Linked DNA regions of Mus musculus: all the other regions are linked to region 3. A link is a contact called in public HiChIP or PLAC-seq and promoter capture Hi-C data. All regions are on one chromosome and are shown on one strand. The core of a region is the stretch at or near the end of the contact, and the rest is flanking DNA. Distances in the headings are between cores, read along the strand shown. Region 1 overlaps Bcr (BCR activator of RhoGEF and GTPase). Region 2 overlaps Upb1 (ureidopropionase, beta). Region 3 holds the start of Vpreb3 (pre-B lymphocyte gene 3).

Region 1 (2,700 bases), core at 114-2,613, 780 kb after region 3:
GGAAAGGAGAGAAGAGGGCATGGGAAATCTCTAATGGGTACAAGGCTCCAAGAGACCTAGGTTTACCGAGTATGTTGGTCTCCTTTGCAGAGTGGCCCTAGCTGAGGATGGTGCTTTCAGGATCCTGGCCCGGTCTTGACCATATGCAGTCAGGCTGCTGAATGGCTTCCTCTCAGTTCAAGCATCCCTGAATCCTGGCTAACTGCCGGCCTTGGGGTATGACCTGAAGATATACCTCGTGTTCCTTCATGTGAAGGTCTCCCTGTGCCCAAACTTGGCCCCTTCATCAGCGATATCTGAGGATGCCAGTGTGACCTTGCAGCATGATGACCCTGGCTTTTGGCACATCTGTAGTATCTTAAAGCCTGGGATAAAATGTCTTCATGTTATGGCACTCTTGGATCCTGGCACATAGGTTCTTCCTTATGAGGGCAACACAACAGGCTCTGGTGTATGATGGTTTGGTTTGCTTGGATGACCTATAGAAGCTTGGAAAGGACCAAGGTGCTGTGTACGAACTGCACGAGGGCTCATAGTCTTCTTGCTGGTGACTCTCTGAACAGTTGTCACCTTCCAGGTCAGCGCCATCACATCCCTTTCTGGCGTGTGGATTTAACGTGTCCTGGGTTCAGAAAGAGGGAACACTCTACTCTTTCTCTTGTGGAACCTCCGTTCTTCAGGAAGAGAAATGGGGACCGGATAAGTCAAGGTCATATAAAGAGTAAGGGCAGAATCCAAAAACTTGGGCTGTGGTTCTTGGACTAAGTATTCATTAATACCATTTATAGAGCAGAGAAGCGTACCGACTCAGGATCTTAACCTCAGAAGAGTCTGGCACTCTCAGTCTGAGGATGTGCGTGAATACTACCATCAGAGCCTCAGTGTCCATTCTGGCCCTTCTCTTGGGCCCTGCTGTTCTGCCTGAGTCTGGACTTCCACCTGTCTTCCCTCTGGTATTGAGGACTGCATCTTCTCTATCTCAGCATGCAGCTTTACCTCACAGGACGTCTCTCCACTTAGTTTCTGAGCCAGGGTTGCCATTCCTCACCAACTCCCAGCAGCAGGAAATAGACAGCTAGGCACCTATCCACAACGACACGCATGGAAGGTGTCGACATCATCGGGAAAGCCTGGCTCAGCCCTGGTTAAGCCGCAGATGGCTTTCTCAGCTATACCTAACCCATAAACAGTATCCACAGGTGAGAAGAAGCAAGAGGCGGGAGAACGGAGCCAGGCTGAGTGTCAGGCCGTAACACTGCCCCTCCTCCTGCTTCCTTCCTCCAGGGATCACACGGACAAGCCCTTGTTGCTGGGAGACAGGCCAGTCACTGTGTAGGCGAGTGTGAGTCATCTAGACCATTTTCAAGTGCTTGGGTTCCTTCCTGTGTAAAGAAGTTCCCGAGGCCAATCATCTCTCAGACCACGGTGATGACTGGGGGCTGGAGCAGGGGCCGACAGTCTCCAGTGCCTCTTCACTGACAATGATGGTGACAAAATAGTAACAGTAATAATAGCACCAAATGCTGACCAGGTCTGGGTGACACGTCACCAAGCTGCAGACGGATGTGTCTCTTGCTCCATCTGATATACGAGGACACATTGCTGGAAGGGTGAGGGGCTATGACTCACTTGGGTCACACAGGGCACAGCAGGGCTGGTGGGTGGACAGAGACTATCCTCTTTACTACCAGACTAGCCAGACTCTGAGCTTTGATCAACATGGCTTCACCCCTGCGCAAAAGCCCAATCTGAGTAAGAATTCTGTTCAATCAATTTTTCTAAGAACATATACTCTGTGTGTGTGTGTGTGTGTGTGTGTGTGTGTGTGTGTGTGTGTGTGTGTGTGTGTAGTGTATACGTGGGTATGCTGTATTTGGTGTGCGTGTATGTATACGTGTTTGAGGACACCAAGGCCGACCTCAGGAGTCATCTCTCAGATGCTATCTACCTTGTTTTTGTTGAGTCAGTTAGGGTCTCTCCCTGACTGGAACTTGTCAAGTAAGGTAGACTGGCTGGCCAGAGAACCCTAGGGATCTGTCTGCCTCAGTTTCCCCAGTGCTGGGATTGCATGTGGTTCATCACACTGGGCTCCTCTACTCCTGCCCCACACTTTTTTTTTTTAATGTGGATTCTGGAATTATCATTCAAGCCTCCATATCAACTAAGCTATCTCTCTATCTCCATCATCATCACCATCACCATCACCATCATCATCAGCGTTTATTATTATTATTATTATTATTTTGACAGTGCCTCACAGAGCCCAGGCTGGTCTCAAATAATTCACTATGTGGTTGTGACTAGCTGTGGATTTTTTATCTGTCTCTACCTCCAAAGTGCTGGATTACAGGTTTGCCCCCACCCCCATCTTTGACGTGTAGCTGGGTTCTTTGTCTCCAGGTAATGTCTGTTTACCTGACCTTCCTTCAGAAGAAAAATCCCATTGGGCTGGTCTAGCCAGAATCCTCCTCACTCCTGGCATTTCCTCTTAGTAATCTCCACTCACTGACCCTTACCCTGCTCCTTGGCTGTAAATTTCCATTTGCCTGCGCCTTACCTGGAGTGGAGCCCTGTCTATGCAACGGTGTCTCTTCCCTCTGGGAGGTATCCCTGAGTATATCTGTCTTTGCTACCTTCACTGCTTTCTGGCACTGGAAATTCTCTTCTCTTTGCTAGGCTGGCACAGGGTGCCTGAGTGCC
Region 2 (2,700 bases), core at 30-2,529, 520 kb after region 3:
TTCTGACCATCATGCAGAAGGGTTGAGAGCATTATCTTTGTCCCCATGTTCAGAATCCCAGCAAAGGTTGCTGCCAATGGTAGAATGGTCCTTTGGGAAGGTCAGATGTTGTAATGGTCATATTGGCTGGGGCTTTTTTTTTTTTTTTCCACTGAAAAAAAATGGTTAACTGTGCAACAACATCCAATCACGGAGCTGTGATCTAGACATCCTGGTGATGGCGCCTGCTTCCTACGGTTTACCAAACGCATGCCAGAATCCCACAGATTGACTCTAGGCCCAAGGCAGCGGATGGGCCCTAGGAAGACCCCCCCTCCCCCCCAGAGCCTTTCCACCAAGAGACCTGAGTTCTCCAATGGTGGCCGAAGGGTTGAAGATGATTTCAGCTCCGTTGATGCTGTACATGAGCCAGTTGAGGGGGTGGTGCCGCCCATAGCAAATGTTCACTGCAATCCTGCCAAACTGGGTCTGGAACACGGGGTGGCCCAGGTTTCCCTCCATGTAGTAAGTGGACTGAAAAAAAAATTACAAAAGAGCTCTGTTGTTGGAGTGGAAACACTTCTGCTTTCCTTAGACTCAGCAGAAGTGAGCATCGCTGGTGACCTAAAATTAACATTTGGGTGTGACTCTATTTTAAGTTCCAGAGTTTCGGTGTGTTGGGGCACAACACAAAACCCCAGGCATAATAACAAAGCAGACCCAAGGGAAAAGCACAATGGCCTAAGGATTTAATCCACAGTCTGCTTTGTGGTCTATCACATGACTTCCAGGATAACCTATGGTAAGGGTTCAATCATGTCAGGAGGAAAGGTTGTGGTCAGGTCAATGTTAGGAGGAGTCCTTACCAACCACACATCCTTGTGCAGATTGCTAGAGGTGAAAAAGACCCAGCCGCACCTAGAGCAACTTCTCCTTTTTGGAAACTGAATGTTGCTTGAGTTGGTCTGGGACTTGACCTACTGTCTAAGAATAAATTTGAGAGTAGAACTCACACCCTCTATGCAGCAGAGTGAGCATCCTGCCTCGGATTACGGATCCCTCGCAGGACAAGCAAATGGAAACCTTTTTCATCCATCCCTTGTTCCCCGCTTGATGCCCGAGGGTACCACTTCTGGGTCTTGAGGGGAGGGTAGAGGGCAAGGTGGGTGGCAAACAGATCGGCTCCTAGAGCTCTCGGCTTTCTCTCGTGAATTTCAAAACTGGCTGAGTTAGACAGCAACCAGGGTGTGTACACAGTGGACCCTGAGCAGATCCTGCTGTACCTAGACAGGTGACATCAGCAGGGAGCTAATGATTAACCCCAGGGTAAACAGGTGAGGAGCGTGTCTGTCCTACCCCACCTCCAGCTGCTACTTAGAAACAGCAGCTCTTTGGTTTCCTTGTAGCCCTGTAGATGGTGTCTCACCTTGTTGACCTGCCCGAGAGCAACCTAAGCCCCCAAAGCAAGGATGAGGGGTGGGGAGCTAAGGATCAGAGGCAGTATATTCTGGACTATTCTTGACTCTTGAAAAGTCAAGTTCAAATCCAGATTTAGTAGCCTGATATTATGTAGAGTTCATTTTTCCTCCTTCAAACACTCTCCATTGGCGTCCCGCCACTTGTGAATTGGCATTTACCAATCAGAACAGCCCCCTCTCCCAGAATTCCTATCTCCAGTGATTCTAAGTCCTGTGTAACCATCACTGTACACAAACAAACATTCAAAGACACCTATCTGAACACGAGCCAACTTAGACACCAGATAAGTCACAAAGACACTCTAAAACTAGGATTATATCATTGGTTGCCTAGGAGCTCAGAGTCCCTTCATAAGCCCCTTCACAAGGGCTCACCGGAGTCATTTCACATTTGTGTACTGTTTATTTGCATGTTGGTTAATGAACCAATTATCTCGAGGGAATACTGCAGAAAGCCAAGTTACCTCACACATATAAAACATCTCTACATCCCATGCTGCTAAAAGGTTTTGTGACTGAAATATCTCATCTGTCTGTGTGATGCAGGGCAACACTATCAGACCCTCTGAAGACTACAGCAGCAACCCCCTGCAAGGGTCACACTTCACAGCCTCCGATACAGAACTACCTCCCCCCGCCCCCAGGAAAGCCCTCCGAATCCGGACTGGCACGTACCTCGTTGAAGTCTCCCACTCTGGGGATGTGGTTCTTTCTGGTCTTCCCCATGACCAGCCCTGAATTGGAGATCACCACAGCTGTGTTCCACAGAACTCCCCCATGCTCTCTATCACGCTCCAAGATTGGAGACACCACCACCATGTTGTGCTTCTTTGCCAGCTGGGGAATTGAAAACCATCATGTTCTCTTTCGGGTAGATTGTTACTCTTTCACTTCTTTAAACTGGAGAAGAATTTAGTGATGTTCCTAAATACATAGACTTAGGTTCCAGCTATTACTTAAATTACTTTTTTAAAAAGGATTTAGTTATTTTATTTATATGAGTACACTGTAGTTGTCTTCAGACACACCAGAAGAGGGCATGTGATCCCATTACAGATGGTTGTGAGCCACCATGTAGTTGCTGGGATTTGAACTCAGGACCTCTGGAAGAGTAGTCAGTGCTCTTAATTACTTAGCCATCTCTCCAGCCCCAAACAATTATTTGTTTTAAAAGTACTAAATGCTAATGCTGTCTTGATTCCCACAGCTGTTTACATAAGAATAATCAATAGCCAGATGTGAT
Region 3 (2,700 bases), core at 136-2,635:
TAGACAACAATCATCAAAATCCCAACCTCCACATCCTCCAATTTGACATTTATTTTATTTATTTGTTTACACAGGATCTCACAGTTCTCAGGACAGTGGTTGACCCGTCGAGTGTTATTAACTCATTTCACAGAGGAAGGAAAGAAAGCAAGACTTAAGAGAAAAAGAGGAGGCCCAAGGTCAGGGGGCAGACCTAGGAGACAGAAGATGTTCAACCCAGCCCTAGGGTTCAAAGGTGTGGGCGATGGAACAGAAGTAATCGGCATCATCCTCCGGGAGCACGGGGCTGATGGTGAGGATACAGGCGTTGTGGGCTGCATCCACGGTAGCTGAGAATCTGTCGGGGATGTCAGCGGGCCGATAGTGTTCCTCTTCTGCGTAATAGTAGAGAAGATGGGGAGCACTTCCTGGCTGCTGCTGGTACCACGACACCCCAATATCTCCAGCGGTGGCATGCTGGGAATTGATGGTGCAGCTGAGATGAGCGTCTTGGCCTGGGAAGACTGAGAACGCGTCAGGCTGGGTCAGAGTTGGCTGAAAGACTGAAAAAGACACAGACCCACTAAGGGCTAGCCTGGGCTCCTTCCTACCTTGCTACAAATATTTTATCAGACTGCAAAGATTCCCACTCCCAAATATTTTTCAGAGCCTAGTGCCCTGGATGGTTCTGTGAGACATAGTTTGCTCCATCTACCGTTCCGGTTTCCTCTGTGAATGGGGGCTTGTGAATAAGTGACCCCTAAATTAGCATTACTGTCCTGTCTCCAAGAATCCATGTTCAGTTGAGAGCCTAGTGTTCAAGTGTGACCTTCTAGGTCCCCCTAGTACCTACTACCCTCCTTCTCTCTACCCTTACCCCTCAATCTAATAACTCAACCTCAGCTACAAAGTAACTGCCCTCCAGACCTCTCAGAATGCTTAACTGTCATCCTTGACTTTCAAACTGCTGGCCACAGAGGATTGCCTTAAAGGATCTGTGGAGCAGGGGGCTGCCCATCTTTATTAGCCTCCTCTCTGAGAAACAAAGGCAAGAAGTTGCCCTCTCCTCAGAGACGCTGAAGGACCACAGTCTAAGCAGACCCACAAATTGGGAAGCTAAGGTCCACACGGAAAGTGGCTTTCCCCTAGTCCTGGACAGAGTTGCCTACAGCCGGCTCTCTGCTCTACCCCAATGCCTCTCCTAGGATCCACCCCCCTTACCCTGTTGATTCACTTCTTTGCATGAGTTTCCCTGAGCTGGTGCCAACCCCCACCTCGTTCCTGGATGTGCCGTACCTGCCACAAAGGTTCCTATCAGGAGCAGAGGCAGGCAACCAGGGCAGGCCATGGCCAGAAGCAGAAAGGCCGACCTAGAGTTCTGCAGTACTGTGCTCCGGATGCTTGTAGTACAGGGATGGGGAAGTCTCTGGACCACAATAGAGCATGCAAATCAGCCCACTGACTGAAGGACGACACATGTGTCTGGGGCCAGGGTCAGGCCCTATCTTCCAAATGTCCTGGCATCTCAGCCAGCAGGAGATCAGAGCCCTTCACATCCATTTGCAGGAAGTTGGCATTCCCCAGACAGCCTCTCATACCCTTTCCTAGTGTATATCTACCTGTAATGACTATTTCTGGTGGTCAACTGACTATATCTGAAATGAACTATGATCCAGAATTGGAGGGCACACCTGTGATTCAGATCTTGTGGCTGGAAGACACACATTTCTGACCTGGATTTGGCTCAGAGATCTTGAGGCCATAGTGGCCATGGAGAGCTTAGGCCCAGGCAAGGTAGTACACGCTGTTAATCCCAGGAGACTGAGGCAAGGAGACCTCTGCGTCAGCCTGGGACAAGCAAGTCCCAGATCCAGGCATGGTGGTACACATCTTTAATCTGGGCCACACCTTCTGCTGGAGGCCTCCATACGGACATTGGAAGAAGGAAGGCTCACTCTCTTCACCTGCTTGCACTTACTGGCCAGCACATCTGTTGGAGCCTACTTCAGGCTTCCAGCTTATACAGAAGGCCAGCTGAAATAGCTACCCTAGTGGGACTGAGCAACTACCAGGTCCATGGACTTCCCATCCACAGCTGACCATTGTTGGGTTAGTTGGACTACAGACTGTAAGTCGTTCCAATAAATTCCCTCAATATAGAGAGACATTCCATAAGTTTTGTGACTCTAAAGACTCCTGACTAATACACTACCCCTGGTATAGTCTGGGTCTAGAACAGCAGTTCTCAAACTGTGGGTCTGGACCTCTTTCAGGGTTGCGTGAAAGGGGTCGCTTTTGCCCAATACTATCAGAAAACAGTTCATAGCAGTAGCAAAATTACAGGTATGATGTAGTTATGATTTTATGGTTGGGGGTTCATGACAACATGAGGTGATACTAAAGGGTGGCTGCATTAGAAAGGTTGAGGATCACTGCTCTAGAATGTCCTCACAAAGACCCAAGTGTTGGGCTGGAGAGATGGCACAGTGGTTAAGAGCACTGACTGCTCTTCCAGAGGTCCTGAGTTCAATTCCCAGCAACCACATGGTGCCTTGCAACCATCTCTAATGGGCATCCGATGCTGTGACAGAGAGAAAAACACCCAAGTGTTTCCAGCTTGACGATGTTGGGGATATAGGCCCAGTGGGGGCATCTTTAGATCAATAAGACCACTCCCTTTAAGGTGTAGAAGGACCACAGATCTCTCTTGCTACCTGGCCT

Evidence for each region. Promoter capture Hi-C pulls out the DNA fragments that hold promoters and counts their contacts. HiChIP or PLAC-seq counts read pairs in DNA pulled down with a chosen protein or histone mark.
Region 1: a promoter capture Hi-C map of the HPC-7 cell line shows a contact between it and region 3, with 10 times the contacts expected there. The contact joins the enhancer-like site here to the promoter of Vpreb3 in region 3. A contact is called at or near these places in 8 of 39 promoter capture datasets (the HPC-7 cell line, HPC-7-derived erythroid cells, embryonic stem cells and 5 more), 1 of 15 datasets of contacts at CTCF or cohesin (large pre-B cells), 20 of 484 Hi-C or Micro-C datasets (B cells, the Ba/F3 cell line, the G1E-ER4 cell line and 6 more), 3 of 115 datasets of contacts at active chromatin or transcription factors (embryonic forebrain, large pre-B cells and pro-B cells) and 1 of 9 other capture datasets (liver).
Region 2: a contact with region 3 is called in an H3K4me3 HiChIP or PLAC-seq map of pro-B cells, with 4 times the contacts expected there. The contact joins the enhancer-like site here to the promoter of Vpreb3 in region 3. A contact is called at or near these places in 2 of 39 promoter capture datasets (embryonic stem cells and hippocampal neurons), 1 of 15 datasets of contacts at CTCF or cohesin (CD8 T cells), 9 of 484 Hi-C or Micro-C datasets (CD8 T cells, the G1E-ER4 cell line, the N1E-115 cell line and 4 more) and 2 of 115 datasets of contacts at active chromatin or transcription factors (large pre-B cells and pro-B cells).

What each region holds. Positions count from the first base shown.
Region 1 is chr10:75,169,309-75,172,008 of GRCm38.p6, reverse strand. All of the region lies in intron 16 of Bcr (BCR activator of RhoGEF and GTPase), which reads right to left. Among named protein-coding and RNA genes, the nearest start is that of Specc1l, 41 kb to the left of the region's middle. Within about 2 kb of position 1,363, at least 154 of the 459 cell types and tissues checked have an H3K27ac peak or open chromatin away from gene starts, as enhancers often do. A contact at or near this core is called in the HPC-7 cell line, cerebral cortex and palatal mesenchyme, where this site is marked.
Region 2 is chr10:75,427,775-75,430,474 of GRCm38.p6, reverse strand. It overlaps Upb1 (ureidopropionase, beta), which reads right to left. Exons shown (of 10, transcript NM_133995.4): 5 at 2,133-2,294; 6 at 344-513. Among named protein-coding and RNA genes, the nearest start is that of 4933407G14Rik, 20 kb to the left of the region's middle. Within about 2 kb of position 1,279, at least 83 of the 459 cell types and tissues checked have an H3K27ac peak or open chromatin away from gene starts, as enhancers often do. A contact at or near this core is called in pro-B cells, where this site is marked.
Region 3 is chr10:75,946,985-75,949,684 of GRCm38.p6, reverse strand. Vpreb3 (pre-B lymphocyte gene 3) reads right to left here and starts at 1,385. Exons shown (of 2, transcript NM_009514.5): 1 at 1,276-1,385; 2 at 28-542. The coding sequence starts at 1,327. The coding sequence ends at 223.